4 separate regions of the Mus musculus genome follow, and all the other regions are linked to region 2. A link is a contact called in public promoter capture Hi-C data. All regions are on one chromosome and are shown on one strand. The core of a region is the stretch at or near the end of the contact, and the rest is flanking DNA. Distances in the headings are between cores, read along the strand shown. Region 1 holds the start of Chchd5 (coiled-coil-helix-coiled-coil-helix domain containing 5). Region 2 holds the start of Mtln (mitoregulin). Region 3 holds the start of Ttl (tubulin tyrosine ligase). Region 4 holds the start of Zc3h6 (zinc finger CCCH type containing 6).

The links. Promoter capture Hi-C pulls out the DNA fragments that hold promoters and counts their contacts.
Region 1: a promoter capture Hi-C map of pre-B cells shows a contact between it and region 2, with 3 times the contacts expected there. The contact joins the promoter of Chchd5 here to the promoter of Mtln in region 2. A contact is called at or near these places in 3 of 39 promoter capture datasets (cranial neural crest, hippocampal neurons and pre-B cells), 1 of 484 Hi-C or Micro-C datasets (pre-B cells) and 1 of 115 datasets of contacts at active chromatin or transcription factors (embryonic stem cells).
Region 3: a contact with region 2 is called in a promoter capture Hi-C map of pre-B cells, with 3 times the contacts expected there. The contact joins the promoter of Ttl here to the promoter of Mtln in region 2. A contact is called at or near these places in 3 of 39 promoter capture datasets (the C10 cell line, liver and pre-B cells).
Region 4: a contact with region 2 is called in a promoter capture Hi-C map of hippocampal neurons, with 3 times the contacts expected there. The contact joins the promoter of Zc3h6 here to the promoter of Mtln in region 2. A contact is called at or near these places in 5 of 39 promoter capture datasets (the C10 cell line, cranial neural crest, frontonasal cranial neural crest and 2 more).

Annotation. Positions count from the first base shown.
Region 1 is chr2:129,128,264-129,130,963 of GRCm38.p6, reverse strand. It overlaps Chchd5 (coiled-coil-helix-coiled-coil-helix domain containing 5), which reads right to left and starts at 1,264. Exons shown (of 4, transcript NM_025395.3): 1 at 1,107-1,264; 2 at 646-786; 3 at 398-563. The coding sequence starts at 1,108.
Region 2 is chr2:127,791,194-127,793,896 of GRCm38.p6, reverse strand. Mtln (mitoregulin) reads left to right here and starts at 1,409. Exons shown (of 2, transcript NM_001384135.1): 1 at 1,409-1,763; 2 at 2,065-2,515. The coding sequence starts at 1,430. The coding sequence ends at 1,600.
Region 3 is chr2:129,064,570-129,067,269 of GRCm38.p6, reverse strand. Ttl (tubulin tyrosine ligase) reads right to left here and starts at 1,323. Exons shown (of 7, transcript NM_027192.2): 1 at 967-1,323. The coding sequence starts at 1,123. Vinac1 (vinculin/alpha-catenin family member 1) reads left to right here and starts at 1,361. Exons shown (of 11, transcript NM_001370941.1): 1 at 1,361-2,133.
Region 4 is chr2:128,966,151-128,968,850 of GRCm38.p6, reverse strand. Zc3h6 (zinc finger CCCH type containing 6) reads right to left here and starts at 1,449. Exons shown (of 12, transcript NM_178404.3): 1 at 1,015-1,449. The coding sequence starts at 1,046.

The DNA of each region.
Region 1 (2,700 bases), core at 15-2,514, 1.3 Mb before region 2:
GCTGGAAAGTAGTGAAGGGGACACAGTGGCTGAGGAAAGGAAGAACACAGGATCCAGTAAGAATCAGGGACTTTGTTCCAGTGTGAATTGGTGGCCACCAGAGAGTTTTAAGCAAGGGATTATCATTACTAGAATCCAGGTCATTATATGGAACACAGAGGGTCTGGCAAGCCGGGGAAAGGCTGGGGCAGGTGCCCTGGCAGAGGGGAGTGTGAAAGGTGGTGACAAGCAGAGGCATGTCCACTCGGGGACAGAGAACCATGGTTTTTAGATTCTTGGATGCATAGCCAAGGCCATGTATGGGAATGGGGCTGGGACTGGTTCTGGAAGGTATTTAAACTAGAAAATGAAGGGAGTTGTGAAAGGAAAAAGCTACGATCAAGTTAGCCTCCTTTACCTCTCCAGTTGTGGGTGAACTTGGTGGCTGCACCTGCTCTGCACACTGCAGGAAGCGGCGCATGTGTTCAGCACAGTTGCCCACTGCTGCCTCATTCAAGCGAAGACACTTCTCAAAGGCTTCAAAGGGCTCAGCACAGGCCTGGCGGATCTGGCGGATGATCGGGCTGTGGGGGGTAGGGCATTTTAGACCCTGAAGCATTCAAACCCTACTGCCTGGCACCCTCTAGCCCCCAGTTGTACACTCACTGGGAGGACGTGCAGCGAGCAATGCTCATCTTAAGGTGGTGACAATCTCGATGCCACGACTCTGGCTTGGCTGCCACACATTGGCCATACTGATCCAGCTCTCGGCTGCAGTATCGAGCAGTGACTTCCAGGGCTGCCTGCCTGTGGGACAGGGTAAACTGAAGATAATCTCAAGAGAAGGCAAGAAAGAGTTCTGATTTTGATCTGTGATTGGACTAGTCTGGATTGGGGGTGGGGGGTGTAAAGATCCTGTGATAGGGACAACCAACGAGGGGCAGAAATAAGCGCCGATCCCTGCGCGTTGTGGAACAAGGTGGGATTTCCCGGGAGATCGTGGAAGTCCTAAGACAAAAAGTCTGGCTATTGTGAAGCAGGCCTGGAGTCTTGAATTCAGTCATTTCCCGTTGGGGACCGTGCAGTCTGACAAGCATGATCTAGAGTTATAGGGAGTTGTAACTCACATCTCCAGGCGAATTCAAGCGCCGATCAGTCAGGGAGAAGAGACCCGCCTTTTCCGGTATCAGGTTGTTATGGCGGCGCCCAACCCAGACCTCCTGGCCTCACTCTTCCGGTCGTCGAGCGTCCCTGCCACTCATCCCACATTGGTCCAACCTTCATGGCTGTGTCCTGCTTTGCTTTCCGCCTCACTGCCTATCCGGGAGGAGGCCCCTGTAACTACTTCCGGTCCGTCAGCTATTTTAGTTTATTTACTTCCGGCTTGTGGTGGTCGCGTTTAGTGATCACCGGAAGCAGGACTTCGGCCGTGATCGAGCAGCCAGGCACAGAGCACCAGAGCTGGTTCCCTGTAGGTCAGATCTACAGCCGCTCGCGCTGCCACTTTCCCGGCTGGAGTTGAGGCCACCGGCCCGCGTGACTATGGCTCGGCACACGCTGCGGCTGAGGCGGCAGCTGTGCCCGCCGCTGCTAGTTTAGGAACACGGGGATTGCCCTCTCAGGCTGAGCTACCAGTGGCTTTCCGCCACTGCGTATTCTCCTCCTGACTTTAGTTCCAACTTGACGGAAAGGAATGATCTTAAACGCCACATTGGGCTTCCCATCCGATTATTCACTCAGACATGTCCTTTTCCTGCCATAGGTGGTAAAGGCAGGATGAGAGTGGGTTTTATTGCTTGCTCCTTGCAATCGTGCACAAATTATTTTCTTTGTAATTTCCTTAGGTGGTGTTTGCACCCTCTCCACATTTGCCTTCAGATTATAGGGCTAGACCTGGAAGTTCATTTCCCTGTAAGGCTAAATATTCCTCATATGGAGAGGCCTAAGCTAGAGAAAATGAGCGGTAAGGTGATTACCTTAGCACGCAGTTGTAAAATGAGAACGACTGCTTTGGCCTTCATAATATACAGTGACACTTTCATTTTTGGGAAACTTGACACTCCACACTTCTAGTTTCCTTTTGTCTGGTTGCTGTCAAAAGAGTCATTAAGAATGGAATGGAGAGAACTAGATAACCCTAAGGTTTGAAGTGAAGCGGATCTGAGAAATGCAGGTCTCAAGAGTGCTTCTGTTACTGGGGTTCCCTTCTGGGGAGCTCATTAATGAAAGAACTTTAAAAGGTACTCATTTAGGACAATCAAGGGCAATGTTATTGGTCTGAGAGAAAACACCAGGACAGGCACGCTGTAAATGTCAGTAGCCGCTAAGAGGGAGCAGGAAAAGGAAACTAGGGACATGTGTGTGATGTACATGTGTGCAGGCAGAGGCTGGCGGCAGGTGGCTTCCTCTATTGCTTGACACCTGAAGCTTTTTGGAGACAGGGTGTCACTGAACCTTAAAACCCACCAGTGAACATCCAGGAGCTGTCTCCTCATCCCAACACTGGGATTCCAAGTCTGCCCTACCATGCCTTTTCTGCAGGTTTTTATGCAGGTGTTGGAGATCCACAACTCAGGTCTTCCTGCTTGCATAGCAAGCACTTTAGTCAGCCATTCCTTCACTCCCTCCCCTATTTCTTATGAAATCAGGTAACTATCTTATGACGCAATAATTGCTTCTTGAACGTTTGTCCCAGATACAAGAAGTTTATATCTACACACA
Region 2 (2,703 bases), core at 160-2,659:
CCTGTTCCAGAAGCTGTCAGGTTCTCTGGCGCACCCTCTCACCTGTTCAGACTAATTTCCTAAGTTCGGCGGGTCCCGGACCAAGATGGCGACCGCTGCTGCTGTGGCTTAGGTCGCCTCCCCAGCCGGGCGGGCACCTGTCCTCCGGTCCGGAAGGTGGCTGGCTGTCCCCGGCCCACACAGGGTGCTGCCTCAGCCCCTCTGTGCTTCTGCCTGTTCCAGAGGCTGTCAGGTTCTCTGGCGCACCCTCTCACCTGTTCAGACTAATTTCCTAAGTTCGGCGGGTCCCGGACCAAGATGGCGACCGCTGCTGCTGTGGCTTAGGCCGCCTCCCCAGCCGGGCGGGCACCTGTCCTCCGGTCCGGACGGTGGCCGGCTGTCCCCGGCCCACAAAGGGTGCTGCCTCAGCGCCTCTGTGCTTCCGCCTGTTCTAGAAGCTGTCAGGTTCTCTGGCGCACCCTCTCACCTGTTCAGACTAATTTCCTAAGTTCGGCGGGTCCCGGACCAAGATGGCGACCGCTGCTGCTGTGGCTTAGGTCGCCTCCCCAGCCGGGTGGGCACCTGTCCTCCGGTCCGGAAGGTGGCCGGCTGTCCCCGGCCCACACAGGGTGCTGCCTCAGCGCCTCTGTGCTTCCGCCTGTTCTAGAAGCTGTCAGGTTCTCTGGCGCACCCTCTCACCTGTTCAGACTAATTTCCTAAGTTCGGCGGGTCTCAGACCAAGATGGCGACCGCTGCTGCTTCTCTTTTTTAAGTACTTAAAGGTCATTGGTCTGACAATGTCCACTTTTTATTCCATTGATGAGAGCTGTGGCTATTGCATTGACACTAGTAACTTGGAAGATTATATATTAAAATACCCTGTATACTGGGGTAAGAGAAAACGTATTAAAGACCATTTCATCTAAATTTGTTCTTTTTAAGTGTTATTAAGTTTTTTTCTCTATTTGTTTATTTTAAAATCGAGTTACCAGAAAGCTTAGATAAGAAAAACGAACAAAGCCGGGCGTGGTGGCGCAGGCGTTCCAGCACTTGGGAGGCAGAGGCAGGCGGATTTCTGAGTTCGAGGCCAGCCTGGTCTACAAAGTGAGTTCCAGGACAGCCAGGGCTATACAGAGAAACCCTGTCTCGAAAAACCAAAAAGAAAGAAACAAAACAAAACAAAAACGAACAATAGTAGATAACACTTCGGGTATGATGCAAGTGAATATCTGACTAATGTCAAACAAGAAATGTAGAAGAAACGCGGAGCCCATCAGAAACCAAGACCATCTCACATCACAGTTAAGACTCCTGATCTAAGAGTCAGGGAACTCTGCTTCCTTTCCTGTCCTTTCCTCGCGCAGACTCAGAGCGGGCCTCAAGCGAGCGCTGTGGCATCTGATCCTTGCGCCAATCCGTAGCTCACTCTACTTTGTGCTGAGTGGTTGCAATGGCGGACGTGTCTGAGAGGACGCTGCAGGTGTCCGTGCTAGTGGCTTTCGCCTCTGGAGTGGTCCTGGGCTGGCAAGCGAATCGGCTGCGGAGGCGTTACCTAGACTGGAGGAAGCGGAGGCTGCAGGACAAGCTGGCAACGACTCAGAAAAAGCTGGACCTGGCCTGAGCACGCGCTGCAGCCCGAGTCCGCCGGGTTCTCACTCCCTAAGCCCAACGCAGCCCGGATCGTGGGAGCCGCGCGACCCAGGAGTCGTCCTTGCACGGCTTGCAAGAACATGGCTTGCTTCAGAAAGAAAATAGTTTTGTCTTCTCTAACAACTTACTTTCAGGTATTAACAGCTCAGTTTGCTGAGGGTATTTAATGGGAATGTTTTACCACGTGCGATGCAGTTACACCTTAACATTTAACTTCGAAATGGGGGAGGGAGTCATTTCACGCCCAGCCTCCACATTCATAGGGTCCACAGTGGCTTTTTAACGTGGATGGCAGGAGCTTTGCGTTTCATCATAGTTATTCTTCAGTCCTATAGTTTTCTTCTCTTAGTTCATGGTTTGCGATCACAGTACAGAAATTTGAAGTTAAAGATACTACTGTGTTACTGATTTTTTTTTCTTACTGTTTTTCAACAGCTTGTCGAAGATGAAAATAAAAAGCACTGGAGAGAAATAATTTCTTGCACTTTATGAATCTATTTTTAAAATAAAAAATTAAACATCTTTGAATCTTTTTCCTCCTCACAAAAGAAAGCAGTATTTTTGCCTACCATTCAGTTTGCTGCAGTAAGAGATTTGGAGCCTGAAAGCAGAGACTTTCTGATGGAATCTCACCTTGGTACAGCCTGGAGGCAGATCTGATCAACGGACCATTATGAGTCATTTTTCTAGACATATTCAGAAAACCTAGGAGCTGTGTCAAATGCCTGAATTAAGCATTACAAATGCAAGATATTTGCACTTTGAAGAATGTAGAGAGTAAAAAAACTAAAATTAAAAAAAATAATGCATGTGATATAACGGAATATATATGTGAAAGAGAAACTGTTGAGTAAGCTTAAAGATAAATGCCAGTCCTATCAAGTGACCAAAGCCTTGGTTATTTATAAGATGTATTTCTGACGCATTGTCTACATTTTTAAGAAAATCAGTTTGTTCTCCAGGGAAACACCATGGCCCATTTTCCTAGGATTATTGAGCCTTATATGTGACTTAGATCTTATTCTATGAATCCAGCAAGGGCTGAAACGCCAGTTTTCAGAGAGCCATCCTGTC
Region 3 (2,700 bases), core at 74-2,573, 1.3 Mb before region 2:
GGCTATAATGTCACCCAAGTGCCCTATGCAAGCTTGCCAAATTGCCTGTTAGTTCCAAACAAACTGCTTTCCGTTTAGCCTCATCCACCGCTGACCACACCTATGTCTGAAAAAAACCTCTCCTCTTCAGGACACGGGACACTACTTTCTGGGGTGTTTGCTAAGGTAGAGATGCCCCCCTCCTCTTCTGTCCTTGAAATACAAATGATCCCACCCCCAAGTGAAATTCTGGAAAAGAACCAGACACCCAGAGAGAGGCAAGCCCTCCCCAGATGACTATGTAGTGAAGGGACCATGAGACCAGGTTCAAGTCTGTGGGATGCTAGTTGAACCCATTAGGACAACTTCAAGATTACGTCATTTAAAAGGGAGTTGCTGTCCCTTCCTACATGAGAGTACGCGAATAGAATGGTACCAAGCCAGTTTCGCACATGTGGATGAGGAGAGCAAAAGTCACCCAAGATCGTGTAAGAAAACATCACTAAATGCAGCTGCAAATGTAAACTTTTGGTGCAGCTAAAGGAAAGGTCTGAAATGGAACAGCTCCCCACGCTCCAGCTTCCCTGGAAGCTCCTGCTTTGGGTAAGTCAGTGAGTTTTCTCCAAATTCCCTGCCGGTTCATCTTGGCCTCCGGGTAACCCAAGCCTCGGCGGTTTCAACTCCCCTTCCACGCCCACACCACACAGAGCTGAATCCTAAGTGGCGGAAAGCTGCAAGATGACTGATGCGGGCCCAGGGAAGCAGGGGAACCAGGCCGACACCCTGAGTGCGGGTATAGGTCACTGTCAGCAGACAGGGCAACCGCACCCAGACTCCGTTCCAAATCCAGCTACGGGTTTAGGTCTTGCTAGACCCATTTTATATCTGCTAAGGTGAGCTCGCGCCTAGGGAAGATTAATGACCTTAAAAAACAAAAGCGCTCGCTCTCCGATTCATGCGCGCAGCGGCCACGAGGGAAGGGCTCACCTAGTCTCCCGAAGGGCAGTCGGTTCCTCTCCCCCAGCATCAGGTTGAACCTGGGGTTGTCTCGCCGTAGCCTCTTCCAGTAGCCGGTGGCCAGCAGCAGCCGGGAGACCTCGGCGTAGACGCTGCTATTCTCGTCGCGCACCACGAAGGTGTACATGGCGAAGGGCAGCGCGCCCCGCAGCCGCTACACGAGTCCAGGGCACGGCGGCCCCGCGTGCACACTGCCCCAGCCTCAGCCTCAGCCCCGCTGTCGGTCTAATTCCAGGGCCGCGCCTCCGGATTACCCTAGTGTCTGCCCTGGGCGCCCGCGCCACCGCCCGAGTGGCGAGCGCCACCCGGACGCCGCGCCCACCCCCAGCGCCCCGCCCACCGCCGGCGCCCCGCCCACGACCGTGATTCCGCGCGGCGCTAAGGGCAGGTCTGCGGGTTGCGGCGGCAGGAGCTCCCAAGCAGGGCCCACCAGGGCCGCCCCGCCACTCAGTGTGTGGCCGGTGACATGGGTCTCAAGTGTGGCTGCAGTAATAGCAAACTGCGGTGGAGAGACCAAGGGAAATAATTCCAGCTGCGCCATAGCCCGCCAATATCCCTTTCCGCCCTCTGTCTGGGTCTTCCACCAAGTTCAAAATCAGATTTGGTGGATGAAACAAAAGATCCAGGCATGGGTGTAGCTCAGTTGGTAGAGTGCTTGCTTAGCCAGCACTGAGCTCTGGGTTTGATCTGGGTGCGGTAAAATCGGACACATGTCAGGAGCCATAATGGGACAAGCTAATAACTAGCAGGTGATCATCCTGAAGTAGCCTGCCTTGGATTATTATATAATCTGCGACAGTGAGCCCTCATTAAGCAAGGCTATGAGGGACTCATTTTAGGAAAGATTCCTGCTGAGATAGAACAAAGGCTGTATTGCTTAATCCTCCCCTGATAGGCTACAGGTGTTAATCGCCTAAGCCAGCAAGCAAGCCCTCAGAAAGAGCAAGAAAGTTTTTAGGACTTTTTAGAAGTTATCATCAGCATTTCAGTATAATTAGAGAGCTAGAAAGCCCCAAGACCCTCAGACGTTAAAGCCATCACCAGAGTCCTTACTCTGTGACTCCACTGCTACCCCTGGCCCGGGCCAGGAGGCTCCCAATGTTCTAATTTGGCACCCGAACAGCGACATTGAATAAGGTAAGTGGACACAGATAGGACTCTTAACTGGGTCTTACAAATCCATTGGACAAGGAGTGTGCAGTTAAATTGTCTTCTGCCATCAGTAGAGGCGGATAGTTGGGGCCATCAGTTCCTGGTTGGGTACCATCAGTGCCCATGTTAAGCCAGGAGCCATCAGCTCTGGCTTTTATTGCCTGCTGCCATCAGCAGAGGCTGATACTAGGTGCCATCAGTGCCTAGCTGTTCTGTTGGAAGCTATCAGCACCCGTCTTAGGTCAGAAGACATCAGTTCTGGGTTGTGTGCATTTCATGGGTATCTCTCAAGATGGGACAAAGTGAATCTACAGATAGAGAGTTCTTTACAGATATTAATAAGTATACTCTTAAGAAAAGAGTCTTAGCTGGGCAATGGTGGAGCACGCCCTTAATCCCAGCACTTGGGAGGCAGAGGCAGGCGGATTTCTGAGTTCGAGGCCAGCCTGGTCTACAGAGTGAGTTCCAGGACAGCCAGAACTATATACAGAGAAACCCTGTCTCGAAAAACTAAACCAAACCAAAACAAAACAAAAAACCCGAAAGAAAGAA
Region 4 (2,700 bases), core at 200-2,699, 1.2 Mb before region 2:
TGTTGTTTTGTTTTGCTTCCTTTGTATTTAGGGAAGGAAGGTGAGTGTAATGCTTTATCAAAAGCATATGATATTTATCAGGAATTCTTAAGTCTTATGGGCCACACTAGAACACAATGTATCTGAGACTATTCACAAAGCAATGTGAGGATGTCCACTTTCAAGTCAATATTCTAAGTAGGAATCAGCTGAATGAGATTTGGCACCAGGAGTTTTAATAAAAGTCCTCCTCTGACACCTTTAAAAATTTGTTTATCAATGTCAAGAGTATATTCTGTAAATGCCACCAAACCTTTGAATGGTGCTAAGAATGTGCCTCTCAGAGCACAACAAAACTAAAACTGGAAAATGAGAATCTCAGCTAAATAGTCAAATATTTATTTAGCACCTAGGAAATCAGGTAAAGCTAAAACTCTGCAGTCTACTTGTGTTAACGTATTTAATATGAAAAACTGCCATTTCACTTTCCTGGAGGTTATAGGACTGCGGCAGACACATGGCCTGGGAGTGGGGGATGGGAGGGAAAGAGACTCCCCAACCCCCTCCAAAAAAAAAAAAAAAAAAAAAAAAAAAAAAACTAAACATGTTTATTTTCAGAGGTAGACTCGGGTCGGAGGCAAACATCCACTAGGCCTACTACTGAGCTTTTGGGGCCGGTTCCAACGGGGCTGCCAACGCCGGTCACTGGCCTGGCGGGCAGCGGCCGCAGCCGCGCCGCCGCCCGCGTGGCGCCGACGACTGAGCCGGGCCAGGGGCGGGGGGCTCGCACGTGCCCGGCGGGGGCGGGGCGGCGAGAGCGACGGCGACCCCGGCTCCGGGAGGCGGGCGCGGCCGCTTCGGCCTCCCCCGCGGCGGCCGGCAGGCAGCGGCGGTGGACGAAGGTGCGCGTCACGGAACCGATGGAGCCACACAGAGACGTCTAAGTCATGCAGGAGGCGCCCGGCCCCGGCCCGCTCCCGCCGCCCCGACCCCTCCTCTCATCCGACAGAAAGACAGACAAGAAGGGTTCCCGACCTGTCGTGCCCTGCATGTTCAGAGTCTGTCATGTTTGGTCAAGAACGGGGCGGGGCTGGAGGGCAGGTCTGGAGGCCGGCGGCGGCGGTGGCGGCGGCAGCGGGGCGCGGGGAGGACCCCTGCGCCGCCTGCGGGCAACCCTGTCCCCGGCCGCCGCCGACAGGTGACGAAGTGGTAAAAACTCACGGTTACTAGTGAGCGACACAGACACAGACTTTCCAGTCTATTAACAACCAACGCCAGAGAGATGGGGCTCTAACTGCAAAGACTGGGCAACGGCCCCGCGCTGCCGGCGCTGCCGCTCTAGTCTGTATTCGCCGCCGGAGGCTGAGGCGTGGGAGCCGGCGGGCGGCGTGCAGCGACGCGGGGATTTGGACAGTGGCCGTAACGGTGATTTCTCCTCACCAACATGGCGGCACCCGAAACAGGCGGCTCAGAAAATGGCGCCGGCCGCAACACCTTGCCCGGGACTAAAGGGCAAGTGGAATTCCTCCGCGAGCCGCGGCCCTCTCCCAGCCCGCCGGTGCCGAGCGCACTAGCCATTGGAGGAAACTGCCCGTCAATCACTTCCAGGGGCGGGCCTTTAATACGCTCGCTGCGGCAGCGGAGGCAGCAATCTGATGGGTGTGAGGCCAGGGATGCGGTTCGGTGGCGCGTGGAGTTATATCGGGCGGGGCAGGTCACCCCGCCAGGCCTGCTGTGTCCACCAGGTCCTCTGTGCCCATTTCTCGATGTTCCTGCGAGACTCGTCGTCTAAGGCTTTGGAGTTCCGGACTCATCACACTGTCCCCCTCCACCCCGCCACCGTTAACTGCGCGACAAAGAAAGGAACCCAGGACTGGCGGTTTTCTTTGTTAAAAAGAAAGAAAGAAAGAAAAGCTTTCTTTGTTGCCGAAAGAACTCGGAATCATCCTTAAGCCCTTAAACTTGTAGCTGTTATGTCTCCGTAGTGTAAGGAAGACTGCCTGCCATGCAACTTTTTCTGATACTAAATTCACCCAGTCCTTACTTGACGATTAAAAATAGCTATTGAGGTAATTAAAACATGATCTTGTGTCTGTTAGCGGTTTAGATGTGGAATTCATTCGAGTATTTCATAAGAACAAGACTTCATTTCTTCGTATGTCCATGGCCTTCAGACGTATTTCCATATCCTTCAGAAATAGTCTTGAAATGATGAGTAATGTATACTTAGTTCTGAAGGAAAGTTAATTTTTTTTATTAAAATGATAAGCTTAAATGTCCAATATTTCTAAATACACGACGTCTTTTGTCTTTGATGTGTAAATAACGTGCATTCAAAGAGCAATTGCGATTAGATAAATGTGAAAAGAGAAAAAAAGTTATTTAGTTGAATGCAGCTATTGACAAGACTTGAACCCTGACAGATCTTCACGGCCCATTATAGGAAACTTTCAAAAGGCACATCTGTTTTAACTAGAGAAGCAATATTATTAGTTTTTGGAACTAAAATGTAAAGCCTCTTCATTTAATCGTTTTACTAGGAACAGTGAAAGGCTTTTGAGGTGTAACAGCTGCTCTTCACAACTGCATTTTCTGCTTAGACATTAAAATAATGATTTAGGATTTGAATTTGATTTTTTTTTTTAATAAAAAGAAAATCTTTGAACTGGTACACATTTGAGTATTGCTGTTTTCAAATTCGTTTGGAAGTTTAAACGCACA